Linked DNA regions of Mus musculus: all the other regions are linked to region 1. Evidence: chromatin contacts called from public ChIA-PET, Hi-C and HiChIP or PLAC-seq data. All regions are on one chromosome and are shown on one strand. The core of a region is the stretch at or near the end of the contact, and the rest is flanking DNA. Distances in the headings are between cores, read along the strand shown. Region 1 holds the start of Ly9 (lymphocyte antigen 9). Region 2 holds the start of Cd84 (CD84 antigen). Region 3 holds the start of Arhgap30 (Rho GTPase activating protein 30). Region 4 overlaps Slamf1 (signaling lymphocytic activation molecule family member 1).

The links. A called contact is a pair of places that touch in the nucleus more often than the background predicts. ChIA-PET counts read pairs in DNA pulled down with a chosen protein or histone mark. HiChIP or PLAC-seq counts read pairs in DNA pulled down with a chosen protein or histone mark.
Region 2: an H3K27ac HiChIP or PLAC-seq map of microglia shows a contact between it and region 1, with 7 times the contacts expected there. The contact joins the promoter of Cd84 here to the promoter of Ly9 in region 1. A contact is called at or near these places in 7 of 39 promoter capture datasets (the HPC-7 cell line, embryonic stem cells, erythroid cells and 4 more), 5 of 115 datasets of contacts at active chromatin or transcription factors (bone marrow-derived macrophages, double positive thymocytes, effector CD8 T cells and 2 more) and 3 of 9 other capture datasets (adipose tissue, liver and pancreatic islet).
Region 3: an RNA polymerase II ChIA-PET map of memory CD8 T cells shows a contact between it and region 1, with 175 read pairs. The contact joins the promoter of Arhgap30 here to the promoter of Ly9 in region 1. A contact is called at or near these places in 3 of 39 promoter capture datasets (hematopoietic stem and progenitor cells and liver), 3 of 484 Hi-C or Micro-C datasets (CD8 T cells, embryonic stem cells and regulatory T cells), 5 of 115 datasets of contacts at active chromatin or transcription factors (bone marrow-derived dendritic cells, effector CD8 T cells, large pre-B cells and 2 more) and 1 of 9 other capture datasets (liver).
Region 4: a contact with region 1 is called in a Hi-C map of Th1 cells, with 2.0 times the contacts expected there. The contact joins the enhancer-like site here to the promoter of Ly9 in region 1. A contact is called at or near these places in 2 of 39 promoter capture datasets (embryonic stem cells and stem cell-derived epiblast-like cells), 4 of 484 Hi-C or Micro-C datasets (CD4 T cells, Th1 cells, nephron progenitors and 1 more), 1 of 115 datasets of contacts at active chromatin or transcription factors (effector CD8 T cells) and 1 of 9 other capture datasets (embryonic stem cells).

What each region holds. Positions count from the first base shown.
Region 1 is chr1:171,605,634-171,609,250 of GRCm38.p6, reverse strand. It overlaps Ly9 (lymphocyte antigen 9), which reads left to right and starts at 1,841. Exons shown (of 10, transcript NM_008534.3): 1 at 1,841-2,051. The coding sequence starts at 1,928.
Region 2 is chr1:171,838,046-171,841,662 of GRCm38.p6, reverse strand. Cd84 (CD84 antigen) reads right to left here and starts at 1,966. Exons shown (of 9, transcript NM_013489.3): 1 at 1,865-1,966; 2 at 960-1,083. The coding sequence starts at 1,005.
Region 3 is chr1:171,387,336-171,390,952 of GRCm38.p6, reverse strand. Arhgap30 (Rho GTPase activating protein 30) reads right to left here and starts at 1,993. Exons shown (of 12, transcript NM_001005508.2): 1 at 1,590-1,993. The coding sequence starts at 1,686. Nectin4 (nectin cell adhesion molecule 4) reads right to left here. Exons shown (of 9, transcript NM_027893.3): 9 at 2,666-3,617.
Region 4 is chr1:171,780,923-171,784,539 of GRCm38.p6, reverse strand. The region is part of intron 3 of Slamf1 (signaling lymphocytic activation molecule family member 1); the gene reads right to left. Among named protein-coding and RNA genes, the nearest start is that of Slamf1, 16 kb to the right of the region's middle. Within about 2 kb of position 1,834, at least 32 of the 459 cell types and tissues checked have an H3K27ac peak or open chromatin away from gene starts, as enhancers often do. A contact at or near this core is called in Th1 cells, effector CD8 T cells and regulatory T cells, where this site is marked.

The DNA.
Region 1 (3,617 bases), core at 592-3,091:
AATAAAATGACTCCTAACAGTGTTCTGTCATGGTTATAGATCAGTGCCTTATTCAGTCATCTTCAGAGAAGCTTCCTCCTGCAGAAGATGGGAACAAACACAGAGACCCACAGCCAAGCAATGTGTCGAGAGCAAGACAGCAGAAAACACTCAGCTCAAATTCGGTTGTCTTCATCCAATCCCTCTCCTCAGGACTCAGGCAACCCTGCAGAAGAAGAGGAGGCAGAGGAAGGCTTTGGAAACCCTTCTCCCAGCTTCCCTACCCATGGCTGTCTTAGACCTAACCAGGGGAAAATCCCCAGTGTGAGCCATAGAGAAGGAACACTACCCCCCAAAAGAACTTCCTGGAGCCTTTTCACGGATTCAAGGAACATCTAGAGCAATAGGCACTGCTGGTGTGGAATAATGGTGGAGGGAAGTTAAAGCTGGATCAAGCCAGATGTACCCAGTAAGCTGATTTCTCCATTGGACATTGATCAATTGATTGATTTACGAAATCTCTGTTGTTTGATTGGAAAACTCAAGAAAGGGTGACTTCACTGGGTATAAGTCATCTCACCCATCTCATACAGGCTAAGAGTCAAAAATCTCAACACAGCTCATGAAGCCACTTGTAAGATGGCCTGCAAAGGATTTATGTTCCCCTTTCTGAGAAAATACCACAACCAAGATTCTTAAGACAATTAATGAATCATGCTTACAGTCAAAATACAATGTTGACCTCTGTGCCACCCACACACAGAGGGAATTCCCTTGAGTCTTGTGGTCTATGTTCTTATCTTGTCAATATTCCTTTCTTATCTGGAAACCGACACAATGAAAGTTACACACCACCTCATAATCTCATCTACAAAAGGAAAATGTTTTATATAAAATATGCATACCAGAATATTTTTACTTACTCTTTAACCCCATGTATAGCCTGTATGGTTCAAACAATGTAACTCCAAAATCCACAAAATCAGATATGTATAGTTACTGCCAAGGTACTGAGGTACACATCACCCTGGATTCCATCTCTCTTAGAGTGCACATTCTTTTCTCATTTAAACTAACTTTGCTTCTGACTGACTTGTCCTGAAATTCTTTTCTGCATCATAAATCAAAATCCCTGTGCATAGGGCAGAGATATTCAGCCACATTTCTTGAGGCACTATTAACAATAACCAACTTAGGGACTCAGCCTAGATGTTCATCAATAGAGGAAAAATGACGTATACGAACAAAACAGCATTTTTCTTCAATTATAAAGAAAATGAGACATTCAAGAAAATCAACAGAACTAGAGATCATTATATTGAGGGAAATATTCCAGGTTCAGAAAGATATTCATAATTTCTTTCCTATGTAGAACCTACATTATATATATATATATATCATATACATACACACACACACACACACACACACACACATGACATGAATTAGAGGAAGGAGAGAAGAAAATGGGGGAATTGGAAATGGGAAAGAAAGAGATGGAAGCCACAGCCTTTCTCTTGTCCTGTATTCAGAAGTGACATATCACTAGCTCTGTCACATCTATTCACTATAAGAAGCCACTAATCTCAGCCTGAATCCAAGAAGAGGACAGTAATGTCCAGAAGTGAGGATACTTAGTAGACATCTTTAGATTCATGGTTAGAGCTCATCTTTGATACTGAAACAAGTGAAGCCCAGCACTGGTTTACAATTTCCTTGCAGGATCTGGATGTGCTTGGGACCTCTCCCTCAGTCTGAGCAGATGCAGGAGTCTGTCGTGCTCAATATAAACAGCTCTTCCTGGGACACACATGCACACATGCACACACTCACACACACACACGCCACAAACCGTGCACCACAAACCACGCATGCGCGTGCACTCACATACTTCAGGAAGTTGTGGTAAGTGCATCTCCTTTAATTTGAAATCTGGAAGTACACCATCATGGCGGATCTAAAGAGATATTGGTGTGACTGGGCTCTAGGTCCACTCTCTGAAAATCCAAGAATGAGTCAGCAGCAGATATTTTCTCCCATTCTTTGGATTCCTCTCCTCTTCCTACTCATGGGTAAGTTCTGCTTGCTACACGCGGTCTCTGAGGTTGGGCTTCTGCCCGGAAGATAGATTCTTGTGGTAAAATCAGGAAATTACCTTCCTTAGGTAAGTACTCTGCAACTATACTTTATTTTGAGAACTGTACATATGTAAGAGTATGTATGCAGTGTGTGTGTGTGTGTGTGTGTGTGTGTGTGTGAGAGAGAGAGAGAGAGAGAGAGAGAGAGAGAGAGAGAGAGAGAGAGAGAGAGAGAGAGAGAGAGAGAACAAACACATTGAATCACCATGAGGAGGTAATATTCTAGCCCAGTCTCAAACCATGTTTCCTTCATACTCACTGTCTCCGGTTTGTTTTCTGTGTAATGTATACAAATTCACAGAGCAATCAGAGCAAACCCTTCTGATGACAAGCCACCTTGCAGCCTCCGGGGGCACAAACACTGTTAGATTTTCTTTCTACTTCCTGTCTTAATTCTTGTATCCCCTGGACCATAGAAGCTTCATATGCCCAGGTGACCCTAGACAACGTGACTCCTCCTCCTCCTCCTCCTCCTCCTCCTCCTCCTCCTCCTCCTCCTCCTCCTCCTCCTCCTTCTCCTCCTCCTTCTCCTCCTTCTCCTTCTCCTTCTTCTCTTCCTTTCCCTTTAGGCTACAGCTACACTTCTTTTTTTTTTAAGATTTATTTATTTATTTTATGATATGACTACACCACCATTGCTCTCTTCAGACACACCAGAAGAGGGCATCAAAACCCGTTACAGATGGTTGTGAGCCACCATGTGGTTGCTGGGAATTGAACTCAGGACCTCTGGAACAGCAGTGCTCTTAACCACCGAGCCATCTCTCCAGCCCTACAGCTACACTTCTTTGTCTTCTTTTTATCTTATAATTTTTGCACCCAGAATTCTTGAAGTAGCCAGGATTCAGATCTTGTCTGATTTGATCTAAATTCCTAGAGTACTCTACAAAGCCTCAGGAGCCCTGGAATCGGGGGATCTAGACTGGGGTCATGCAACAGATACCGCAGAGTCTTCATAGGAAAATGAGTTGTGTTGACCAAACACCTGAGCTCTTAAAAGCTTTGATAACAATATTTATCAGAAATATGGACTGTACTTAAAACCAAAACAAAGCAAAACAAATGATACCATCTCTGCCCAACCCCAAGCTTGACATGACTAAGCCAAAGACAGTCTGGGATCTCCTAGATGATGGAAGGTAGGCTGATAAAGACATTTTCAAGCTTGAAAACAGTGAGAGAGTCATGCTTAGCACAGTGGCATGGAACAGTCCCTCGGAAATAACTGTTATTTCTCTAGACTCTTAGTGACAGCTTTCCCCCCATGCTGAGCATCTAGGTTCTACCAGGGAGTGACTTTATTTATTCTATCACTCACCTAGCCATCTCTCCACTCCTCTAAGCATCGTCCTATTCATCTTATTTTTAAAGAGATGATGTCATTTGCTTTTCTAGCTCTTTACAGTTTGCAACAACCTGCTTTCATTGAAGTTTTATCAGAATATCCCTTGTACATGACGTAGCTCTGATGAATCTATCAGTCTTACAGATCAATATGCT
Region 2 (3,617 bases), core at 717-3,216, 230 kb before region 1:
AAGACCCATCTATACCACTCGGGCACATACCCAAAAGATGTGTCCTATGACTACAGGCACACTTGCTTAACCATATTCATTGCTGCTTTGTTCATTATAGCCCCAAACTAGGAACAATCTAGATCTCTCTTCACAGAAGAATGAGTAAAGACTCCGTGGTGCACTTAAACCATGGAGTATTACTTGGCTCTTTAAAAAATCGACATAATGAAATTTTCAGGCAAATGGATGGAACTAGAAAAAAAATCATCATATTATATTTTATTTTGACATTTTTTTTGTTGTTTAGAAGTCAGCTCTTTTCTAATGAGAGACAGAAAGGGAGTAGATGTAGAAGGGGGGAAGGTGGAGAGGGACTGGGAGGAGTTTAGGGAGGGGAAACTCTAACTAGGACATATGGTATGAAAAATCTTCTATTTTCAACAAATAGGGGCAAAGAAACAAAAATGAACCATTGGTTCTTAGCCTACTTGCTAGTGATTTCCATTATGTGACTCCAGTGAGAGCATTAATTAAGTAATTAATTAACTACCTAACAAATATTTATTAAATGCCTACTATGTCCCAGGCATACACAGATCATACCAGTTAAGACAAGAGAATAAACAGATGGAAATACAAAAGGAAAATCAAGCTGAAATGATGCTGGAAACCAAAAACTTAACCCAAATAAACAGTGCAACAACCCATAGGACAATAGGAAGAGGAGGGACCAGGAGTTGAAGGCATAGGTAGGAAAGGGGACAGAAAGTGAAAGAAGACTGGTTTAATGTGATGAAGCACATTGCTTGGGTCTTAAGGTCTCACTCTAGTTCAGTAGGTTGAGTGTAATATGAACAGAAAGCCCAGGAAATTCTGCTGAAACGAGATCAAAGGGACACGTCCCTGCCCTCCCATGTGTATTTTCTAAAAAGTTATGACATAGTAGGACTTCAATACTAACAAGGTTCAGAACTCACAGGTTTGTAGGCAAAGGAACCAGATCCACAGATGGCGCTGGGCCATGTCCAGTCAGACTCCAGTCTTCTGAGGAAAAATAACTGGTGTGGTAGCTGCTTTCACTTCAGTGTGGTGTTTCCGGAGCTGGAGGGAGGAAGTGTGAGCTGATTAAGATGTGTTACTTCTTAACCTACTTACTAGTGTTTTCCATTATACAACAGCAGTGCATATTCATTATTAATTATCCAACAAATATTTATTAAGTGCCTACTATGTGCCAGACATATCATGGATGTTGATCAGTAGCTATAAAGTAATGAGTTCCCTTTGTGGAGTTTATATTCTTTATAGAGGGATTGATAATTATACAGGAAATTTCAGTAAATGGTGATATATGCTGCAGCAGGAAGAAATGCAGGGTGGAGGCATCTACTCCAGGCTAGGGTAAGTTAGGGAGATTTCTGAAAGGAATTGACAATGTAGCTGAGACAAATATGAAGAATGAACTAGTATTTTTAGGCAAGGGGTTAATTGTATTTTGAATCACAAGAATAAGCCATAGTCTTTGAGTTCAGTGTCTCCATGTTTGCATCCATTGCCTCCTGCCCACTGGCCCTATAAAGTCAGCATCTGTGATCTGGAGATTGCTGTATCTCTCCCACTGACCCACCATCACCTAGTTACATTAACTCCCCCACTCACGTCATGAATCAGCACCAATTGTCTCTACACCTGCCTCGCATGGACCCCTTAGTGAGACAAGCGCAGCTAAGCTGAGCACCCCAAGACCCACTCTGCACTCTCAGTGCAAGTATGTCAGATTCCAAAAGGCAGACACACATTTCCAGATAGCAAGCCAAAGATAGAGCCCTCAATGGATCTGAAGTCAGACCCAGAGGCAAACTAGATCCAGAGGACCCCTTCCCAGAGCATAACATCAGATTCTGGTCCAGAGCTGGTCCAGAAAGGTGTTCACCATCAGACAGAAAAGGAAGAAGTGGTCAGTCACAGAGGAACTCCAAGCACTGAGACGGGTTTGTGGAACCAGAAAAGGAACACGGGAGACACCACAAACCATCCAGCAGTAAATGAGCCGATTCCTGGTCATGACTGGTGCTGAAGATGATACCCTGCTCTCAGAGGAGGACTAGAGACACAGACCTTAGTAGTCCAAGCACAGAGAGAAATGACACCTCAACTGTACCATAACCCTCTGGAACATTGCAAATACTCAAGGAAACAAGAAAATTGACTCAAGAGAAACTGACCTTGACACCTGAGCTGAGAGCTCCACTTTAAAATCACATATTACACACAGACACACACACACAGACACAGCACACCCAGAGACACACACAGACACACAGACAGACACACATACCACACACACACAGAGACACACAGGCACACACACACAGAGACACACACAGGCACACGTATACAGAGACACACACAGACACACATACACAGACAGACACACACAACAAAAAAAGTAACAGGGATGGAAGACATAGTAAGGGACTGAGATATTAGGTCAAAGACAGTGACTGGTTTAATATAAGTGTGTAAAATGTGTGATATACTTAGGACAACATGGAAAGAGCAAATTTGTGAATTATGGAGTAAAAGAAGTTGAATTGCATGCTAAAGGTGTAAAAAATATTTTCCACAAAACCATAGTAAAAATAGTTCCACATTTAGGGAAATAGTGAAATGTACACAGAACACCAAATAGGCATGAATCGACAGATACACACACACCACACACAGAGTCACACACAGACATACACAGAGACACACACACAGACACACATAGACACACACACAGACACTCAGACACAGACACACAAATACAAACTAAAATAACTTGTATTGGAGAGATGGCTCAGTGGTTAGCACTGCTCCCACTTTCAGAGGACCTGGTTTTGATTCTCAGCACCTATAACTGTCTGTAACTCTCATTTCAGGGGATCAAACACTGTCTTCTGATCTCAGAAGGCACTGCACACATGTGGTGCACAGACATACATACAAACAATCATACCTTTAAAACAAAAAGTAACCAAACCTGTCTCTTCCTTAAACTACACTCCCCGGAGTAGCAACTCTTAATGGACGTGACTTAGACATAAACTTCCATAGAGTGATTATGAATATATTCTCACTTCTTGACATGTTCAAAGATATGAAGGCCCGCTTAAAGAAATGAAAGTAGACATGAATAAAAGTTTAATAATGATATAGGAAGCTAATTGTTAGATATGAAAGTGGAATTAAATAAAGAAATGGAAATATGAAAGAAAAATCAAACTGAATTGATGCTGAAAATGAAAAGCTTAAGAAAAATAAATATGCAGTGTAAGGCCTCTGCAACTAAATGTGTTGTACTGGCTAGTTTTGTGTCAACTTGACACAGCTGGAATTATCACAGAGAAAGGAGCTTTGGTTGGGGAAATGCCTCCATGAGATCCAACTGTAATGCATTTTCTCAATTAGTGATCAAGGGGGAAAGGCCCCTTGTGGATGGGACTATCCCTGGGCTGGTAGTCTTGGGTTCTATAAGAAAGCAGGCTGAGCAAGCCAGGGGAAACAAGCCAGGGGAAGCAAGCCAGTAAGTAACATCCCTCCATGACCTCTGCATCAGCTCCTGCTTCCTGACCTGCTTGAGTTCCAGTCCT
Region 3 (3,617 bases), core at 744-3,243, 220 kb after region 1:
TCATATATATGTTAAAAGTAAATAAATCTCAAAAAAATGTTTTCATCATCCATGTCAGAGGGTAAAGGATGCCTGCGATCAATCCTGAAGTCCTTAGTTCAATCCCCGGGACCCACATGATGAGAGAACAAGCTTCCAAAATGTGCCCTCCGACCTTCACCCATGCCCCGTGATACATGCAGCCACACACTTACACAGGACAAAAATAAATATCACCTGTGAGATGGTTCAGTGGGTAAAGGTGCTTGCTGTCAAACCCGATGACCCCAGGTTCACCTCTGGGACCCACAGGCTAGGAAAAGAAAACTGATCCTCTCAAGTTGTCCTCTGACCTCCCACCTGCCCTGGAACGAATGTGCCCCTCCCCAGTATGTACACAAAATACCTAAATAAGGTGAGCAATAACTTTAAAAAAGAAAGATTAATTGTCTAGAGTGGAACAATTATAAAGGAGCCAGGCCTGCTCACAGAGAAGAAGGCACAGAAAAGCCTACCTCATCTGTTTAACTATTTCTTAGGGCCTGGGCTTTCCCTTAATGGAGGCTGGTAGGGTTGGGGCCCTCTGATGGAGGAGAAAAGGGGAAGGAGGTGTCTGGGGACACAAGGGCGGGGCCAAGAGCAGGAAATGAGCTGGGAACCACCACCACCCTCCCTTCACTGCAGGCAACCAGAGAAGGGGGACAAAGAGGAAATGACAGATTGGGGTGGGGTGGAGTGGAGGGGGGCAGAATTGTGCCCCCTTTTTTTGTTAAGTTGCTCTGCGTGCTGAAAACAAGCTGGGCAGTGTAGTCGGGTCGGCACTGATCAATTTCAGAACAAATTAAGGCCTGGTTCTGAGTGGTGACTGCATGTCCTACACAGTGATGAGCTCCCAGGCCCACTGCAGAGGGAGCTCCAGACTGGGTGCACACCCCTCTTTATTGTAGTTTCCACTCCCCACTTCAAACCAGGGCTGAAGCAGTCTGGTTCACTTTTCCCGCATTCCCGGTGCAGTCTACCATCAACGGGTTTCTTCTTTGCAAGCAATTTAAAGAAGAGTGTCACTCCTCCCTGCTGCCCCCACTCCTGTGGCCCAGCAAAGGTGCAGAAGGGCTAGGTCCTTGTCCCTTGGTGCTGTTCTCCAGTTAGAATGCCTTCCTCTCCCCTCCGCAAGTTCTATCCTCAGACTCGCTGGGCCCTTTCTTACCTGTATCTCCACTTAGTGTTCCACCAACTATCCCTTCAGCCATTCTTCTGGCATCCGACCTCCATTCCCTCCACCCTGTCCCCAGTCTCCATTCTCTCATCTGATTCATCCACCTCTCCAGATTTTCCAAATCTCATCCCCCACCCCACCCCGGGACACATTCCCTCGGCATTCCCATCCTCGAGTTCTCAGCTACCCGGTCCCTAACTACCGCAGAAGGGCACCTCTCCATCTTCTTCTCTGAGCCACATTTCCTGTCTTGCCTTTGCCTAGATCTCAGGTGTGGTGATCCTGGGCCACTGCCCGTTCCCTAAGAGCTCATTCTGCCCAACGGAGAAGACAAGGTTGGCGTCTGCATGGCAATCCAGCCACCCAGCTGCCCCGTTCCAATTGACCTCCTTACCTTCCTGGCCCGAGTGCTGTAGATGCTCACGTAGGTCACACCCAAACACCCGTTCCTTAGAGCTGCCCTTCTTCTTTCCTTTCTGCCGAGACTTCATGACCAGGGCCCCCCGGGATCTCTGTCCCCCAAGACCTTTGACCTACCAGTCCCCCATGGAATCCCAGTCAGTAGTTGGGCTTGGCCCAGCCCCAGGGGGGGCAGGGCTCCAAACTGGAGGTGGAGGGTGGCCTGGGCAAGGGACAGCAGCGCTTGCCTCTGGGGGGCCCCTGGGGCCACACGGAAGTAGATATGGAAGAGGAAGCTACCAGAACCCTGGCATGAAGCTGTGTCTCGTGGCCAAGCTGAGCGCTAGCCCTTCTCGTCCTGTGCAGCTCGAGGGGGAGCAGGAAGCTGTGCAGCTCCTCAAACCCGCTTCCTGTTAGAGCATCTTTGCAACCACAGGCCTCGGGTGGGGGAGGTAGCTGGCATTCACATCCTCATCATTGCTGGGACTCCATTCATTGGTCACAGCAGAAGGTGATGTCAGAATCTCGGGGTGGAGTAAGGGTGCCTGGGGTGTGAGCAGGTGGCTGCCATTTCTAGAGACCGAAATCTCTAGGTGGGACAGAGACCCGAGGCTTTGCCTGTGAGCACGGCAGGAAAGGACCACGAAGAACATACCCAGGGTGGGGGATTCTTTGATGACCCTGCCATCTTGGTCAGGTCACATTACTTCACTGAGCCTCCAGTCGCTGTACATTTGAAAATGAGGACACAGACCAGGTGACTTTGAGTTTCAGTTTCTTTGTCTGTCAAAGGGTACACGGCTGACCACCCCACACAGCTGCTGGAAGTTTCCAGTACAGTCAGATTAGAACCACTTTAGAAACTAAGGCACTGGCTTCCCCAAAAGGAGGTTATGTCCACACGGCCCTACCTGAGGGCTCTCAGAAATGGTTACAATGTCTTTTGAAAGCCACTTGCTCCTTTCTTAGCTGTATCTGGGCCCTTTCCCTGGGAGGGAATCACATAGAGACTCAGTCCATAGCACTTGTGACTTACCCAGTTCAAGGGGCAAGACAGGAATCAGACAAAAAAAGGTTTTATCTGTTTATTTAAAAACAGAATATCATTTTATGTACAAATATACATATATTTACATGAAATATACATACTAAGACCCCAGATCCTTGGGGTCCATAAGTCCTGGGCTGCTTGGGAATGAAATGAGAGTTTCTCCTTTAGACCAGCAGATTTCAGGCCACACAAGGGTTGGATACTAAATCCCAGTATTCTGACTGCGTAAGTTTGGGCAGGCTAAAGAAAAACAAACATCTTACCCCAGGCTCCACACATACAAAGTGCCAGAGAGCCCCGGATTAATGACTCAGAAACCCCTGGGGAAGGGCCTGTTCTCACCCTCACCCACAACACCCCTTTCTCTTCACCTGAACTTCCACCTTCCCCGCGACCTACCCTCTGCCCTCAACACAACTGAACCAGGAGTCCTTGACAACAAGTCCCAACGCCGTGAAGGTACAAACCACTGTAGACACAGCGAGGACAAGATTCGAGGGGCCATGGGAGCCAAGCCCCCCCATCCCTAGTCTCTTATCCAGTGTTCAGACCTCATACCCCAGGTTCCAGACTCCTCCAGCTGTCAGCCCCCTCCCCAGAACCTCTGTGGGTGAAGGCATCCTAGGAAGAGAACTTTCCAGAACCACAGGCACTAATCCCTGCCGTGGTCTGCTAGACAGTTTGGTTGAATGCCTATGTGGCCTGGCCTGGCTTAAACAAGCCCAGTAAAGAACATGCACACACATCAATAAAGTTTCTTCTTTCTTTCTTTCTCTGCTTTTAAAGTTTCTTTTTCTCTTATTAAGGGAGTCTAAGCAGAACTCAGGAAGCTAGCTCCCTTGGAGTTTAATTTACAGAAGGTACGTACATGCAGCAGGCCCACAGGCCACCAGAGGGCAGAGGGCTTCTGTAACAGTTCTGGCCTCTGGCAGACCCCCGCGGTGTCTGCTTCTCACTTGCTCCCAAGGGGTG
Region 4 (3,617 bases), core at 585-3,084, 180 kb before region 1:
CCTTCCATCTATTTCTACACTAAACAAAGGCAAAATGGAAGAACGCTACACCAAGATTCTGTGTGTTTCAGCCATCTGCAGAAGATCCGAAACGTCTCAAGGAGCAGATTCTACTGTGAACTGGGAAAAAGCTCCCATCCATCACCTGATAGACTCAGACCTTTCTCTCTTCCTTTCCCTTCCTTCCTTCCTTCCTTCCTTCCTTCCTTCCTTCCTTCCTTCCTTCCTTCCTTCCTTCCTTTCTTTCGTCCTTCCTTCCTTCCTTCCTTCCTCCCTCCCTCTCCCTCCCTCCCTCCCTCTCCCTCCCTCCCTCCCTCCCTCCCTCCCTCCCTCCCCCCCCCTCTCTCTCTCTCTTTCTTTCTTTCTTTCTTTCTTTCTTTCTTTCTTTCTTTCTTTCTTTCTTTCTTTCTTTCTTTCTTTCTCTTTCATCCTCCCTTCCTCCTTCCCTCCCTCTCTCCTCCCCCTCCCTCCCTCCCTTCCTTCCTTCTTTCCCTCCTTCCTCTTTCTTTTTGTCATTGTTGCTGAGAGGGGCTCTTTCTTTGAGGCTAGGCTGGCCTAGAAGGTGCTGAGTAGCCTTGCAAGCATCCTATCTCAGCCTCCCCAGTATAAGAGGCAGGTGCCTGTTCCCTTAGCTGCTGCTCATCTTCTGTATGAACAGTATCTTCCCATTTCTCAGATCATCCAGGCCACATCTATATTCCTATGTCTTAAGTACTATGAACCTTCCAGTTAGAAATTTTAGTAGTAGTCTCTTTAAAATAATGGTTTTTCATCTAGTAAAATGCACTTTGTCACCAAACTCCCACTTAGATAAAAAAAAAAAAATCTTTAAAGGTAGTCTCTGGGTCTATTCCTTTTTTTAAAAAATACACTCTCTTATTTCACCAGATATAGAATATGAAGACACTCTATATACATTTGATGAACTTAAATGACTGAATACAAATGGATCATAGAGAACTGACACGTATTCTTTTGTTAAAAATTATCAGAGTGCTAAATACATGAAGGTCTCAGAAGGCATGCTGGGTTACTTTCTGAATGCCCTGAGACAAAGAAAGTACCAATGACCTATCTGACATAGCTTTGTAATAACAACATGAATCTGGAAAAATGTGCTTTTTGGAGGCACCCACAACACATGACCTATGCTCCCATTTCCAAACCAGAAGATCTCTCTCTCTCTCTCTCTCTCTCTCTCTCTCTCTCTCTCTCTCTCTCTCTCTCTCTCTCTCTCTCTCTCTCTCTCTCCCTCTCCTGTTGCTCATTCATGTAGTGAGGCCTCTCAGGATGGTGGTTCTCAGAAATCTGATAAAAGTCCTTGGCTCTACAGGCCCTTCATTCACAAAGAAACAGTATCTCAACTAACTTTCTCTCTCTCTTTCTTTTTCTTTCTTTCTTTCCTTTTTCCTTTCCTTTTTTTTTAAACCAAAAGTATGATGCCTTTCTCCCTGCAGAAACCCCTCAGAGTCAGCTAAGTGGGCTGACTGAAAACACCTGTGCTATTTAGAGGAGCAAGTACTTTACATGAATCTCTACCCTGTAGTCCTTCTGCGGTATTAGATGTGAGTTGAACAAGAAAACCTGCACAGAGCCACACCTCCCTCCAAGGAAAATGCTAGCAATCTTCTTTTCCTTTTAGTCTTTGAAAATTGGTTGTCACAGCAACACAAAAGCTTCTCTCCCTTCAAGTCCTTAAATCATATTATTTAAGGAACAGAAAAAGAAAACAAAACAGAACCCAAGAAACGAATGTAGTTCATCCCAGGAGCCTCTGAGATGCTCACATAACGGTCTGAGAGTACCGGATCTCTTTCCGGCCTTTCATGTGGTTTTTCTCAGCAAGGTTTCTGGCATGGAGCACAGCTCCTTGAAGAAGTTGACACTCTTCAAGAGATGCCTTCTTAGTGGTAGTTTCCAGTGAGAATTGGGGGATGGGAGGAGGATACCAATTTCAAGTCTGGGAACATCTAAGAAAGTTATTATATGGAACCCAAACCTTCTGGAAACACCCTCCACAGCAGCCTGTTCCACCTAGATAATGTTGCAAAGGATACCAACCAATCATTTCTCCTATCCTTTCCTGGCAGAATGAGTCAGCTCTGGACACACAGTTGCCCAGCTAACAACTGTACTGCTTAGCTTTCCTGGTAAGAGGTATGGCCACATAATGAGGCTGTAACTGACTCGAAGTGTTCCACCTCTACCTTTCACCACTATTGTCAGGTTTGCTTGATGGGGCTGATATTGCAGAGGACATAACCATGGGCACGGAATGTCTAGGCGACTATGGAAATGAGACTTTGCTAGACTGGGGTAGGGGACACTGTGGAGCCCCAGTGTCAGCCTTTTCTTCCACTGAGCCAGTGTTTTGATAATTTCTTGAAAAAAGTTCTTCTTTTTAGTGTGGGCCTCCAGGGGCATTCCCTTCTCGCTGAATATTTAAGATTTTGAATCAATCATCCTTACACAGACATAATACTTTCAAAACATACTGATTAAGGACAGCAGCAAGCCCCACACAGTCCCACACCTGTCAACCCATGTTTGCATGCTTCATATAAAGGTAAAGCCCAGGAATGTAGGCCTTGGCATAAGAGACTGTATTATAATGGACATTGACGATGTACACAATTTCTAAGTGGCCACTGGATCAGGGATGATTATATGACTGTGGGCCTAGACAAATGTCATTGAAACTTCTTCCCAAGGAACAAACACACCCATGCACAGCTCAGCCTCACATCAAAAGGGTGTGCCAATATCACACTATATTTGTTCTTAGAGTATCATGAGTGACTTTGAGGTTTTCTTCCATTAAAGTGAAAATGTCCTCAAAACCAACTCTCCCGACTTACTGATTGCAATGTCTGATGAACCGTCAGCCTACCCTGAAGTTTCATTCCAGGACGGAGGTCTCCCTTGGAGCACACTGCATAAGAAGTCTTTGTTACACTAACAGTTGCTGCTTTGACCCAGGCCCCAGCACGTATGGATGGATTGTTGTCATAATGTTCTCCTATAACTAATTTCTTTTTCTTTTGTCTCTTGCTGACCCCAGTCTATTCTCTACACGGTAAAACCTCAATAGCTGTTTCGTCAATGTAAAAGCAATGCCTTAAAAATTCGCAACTTCCATTTGCAACTACAAAGTGAGAAACCAGTGATTCTCAGCCTGTAAGTCTTGACCCCTTCACGTGGTCTTTCCTAAGACCTTTGGAAAACACAGATATTTACATTACAGCTCATAACAGCAAAATTACAGATAGGAAGTTTCAACAAAAATAACTTTATGATTGGGGGTCACCACAACATGAGGAATTGTATCAAAGGGTCTTAATATTAGGAAGGTTGAGAGCCACTGTGATAGATACATAGAAGTGGATTTTCAGTAATTTAGGTGATTTCCTTTACAGCCCTGTGTGGAGGAAAGGTCATACTGCAAAGCGTCCATGGGTCTGACTTGAATGTGGTAAGAGCCTCCTCCATCTTTACTTGAACTGCAAGTTAACTGGCATTCTCTTAAAACCCATATTTGGAAGTCTTTAGGATGTGGCTTCAATTAAAGATGGGAGCTTTACAAAAATAATCAAATTAAAACTGGGATGTCATTGTAG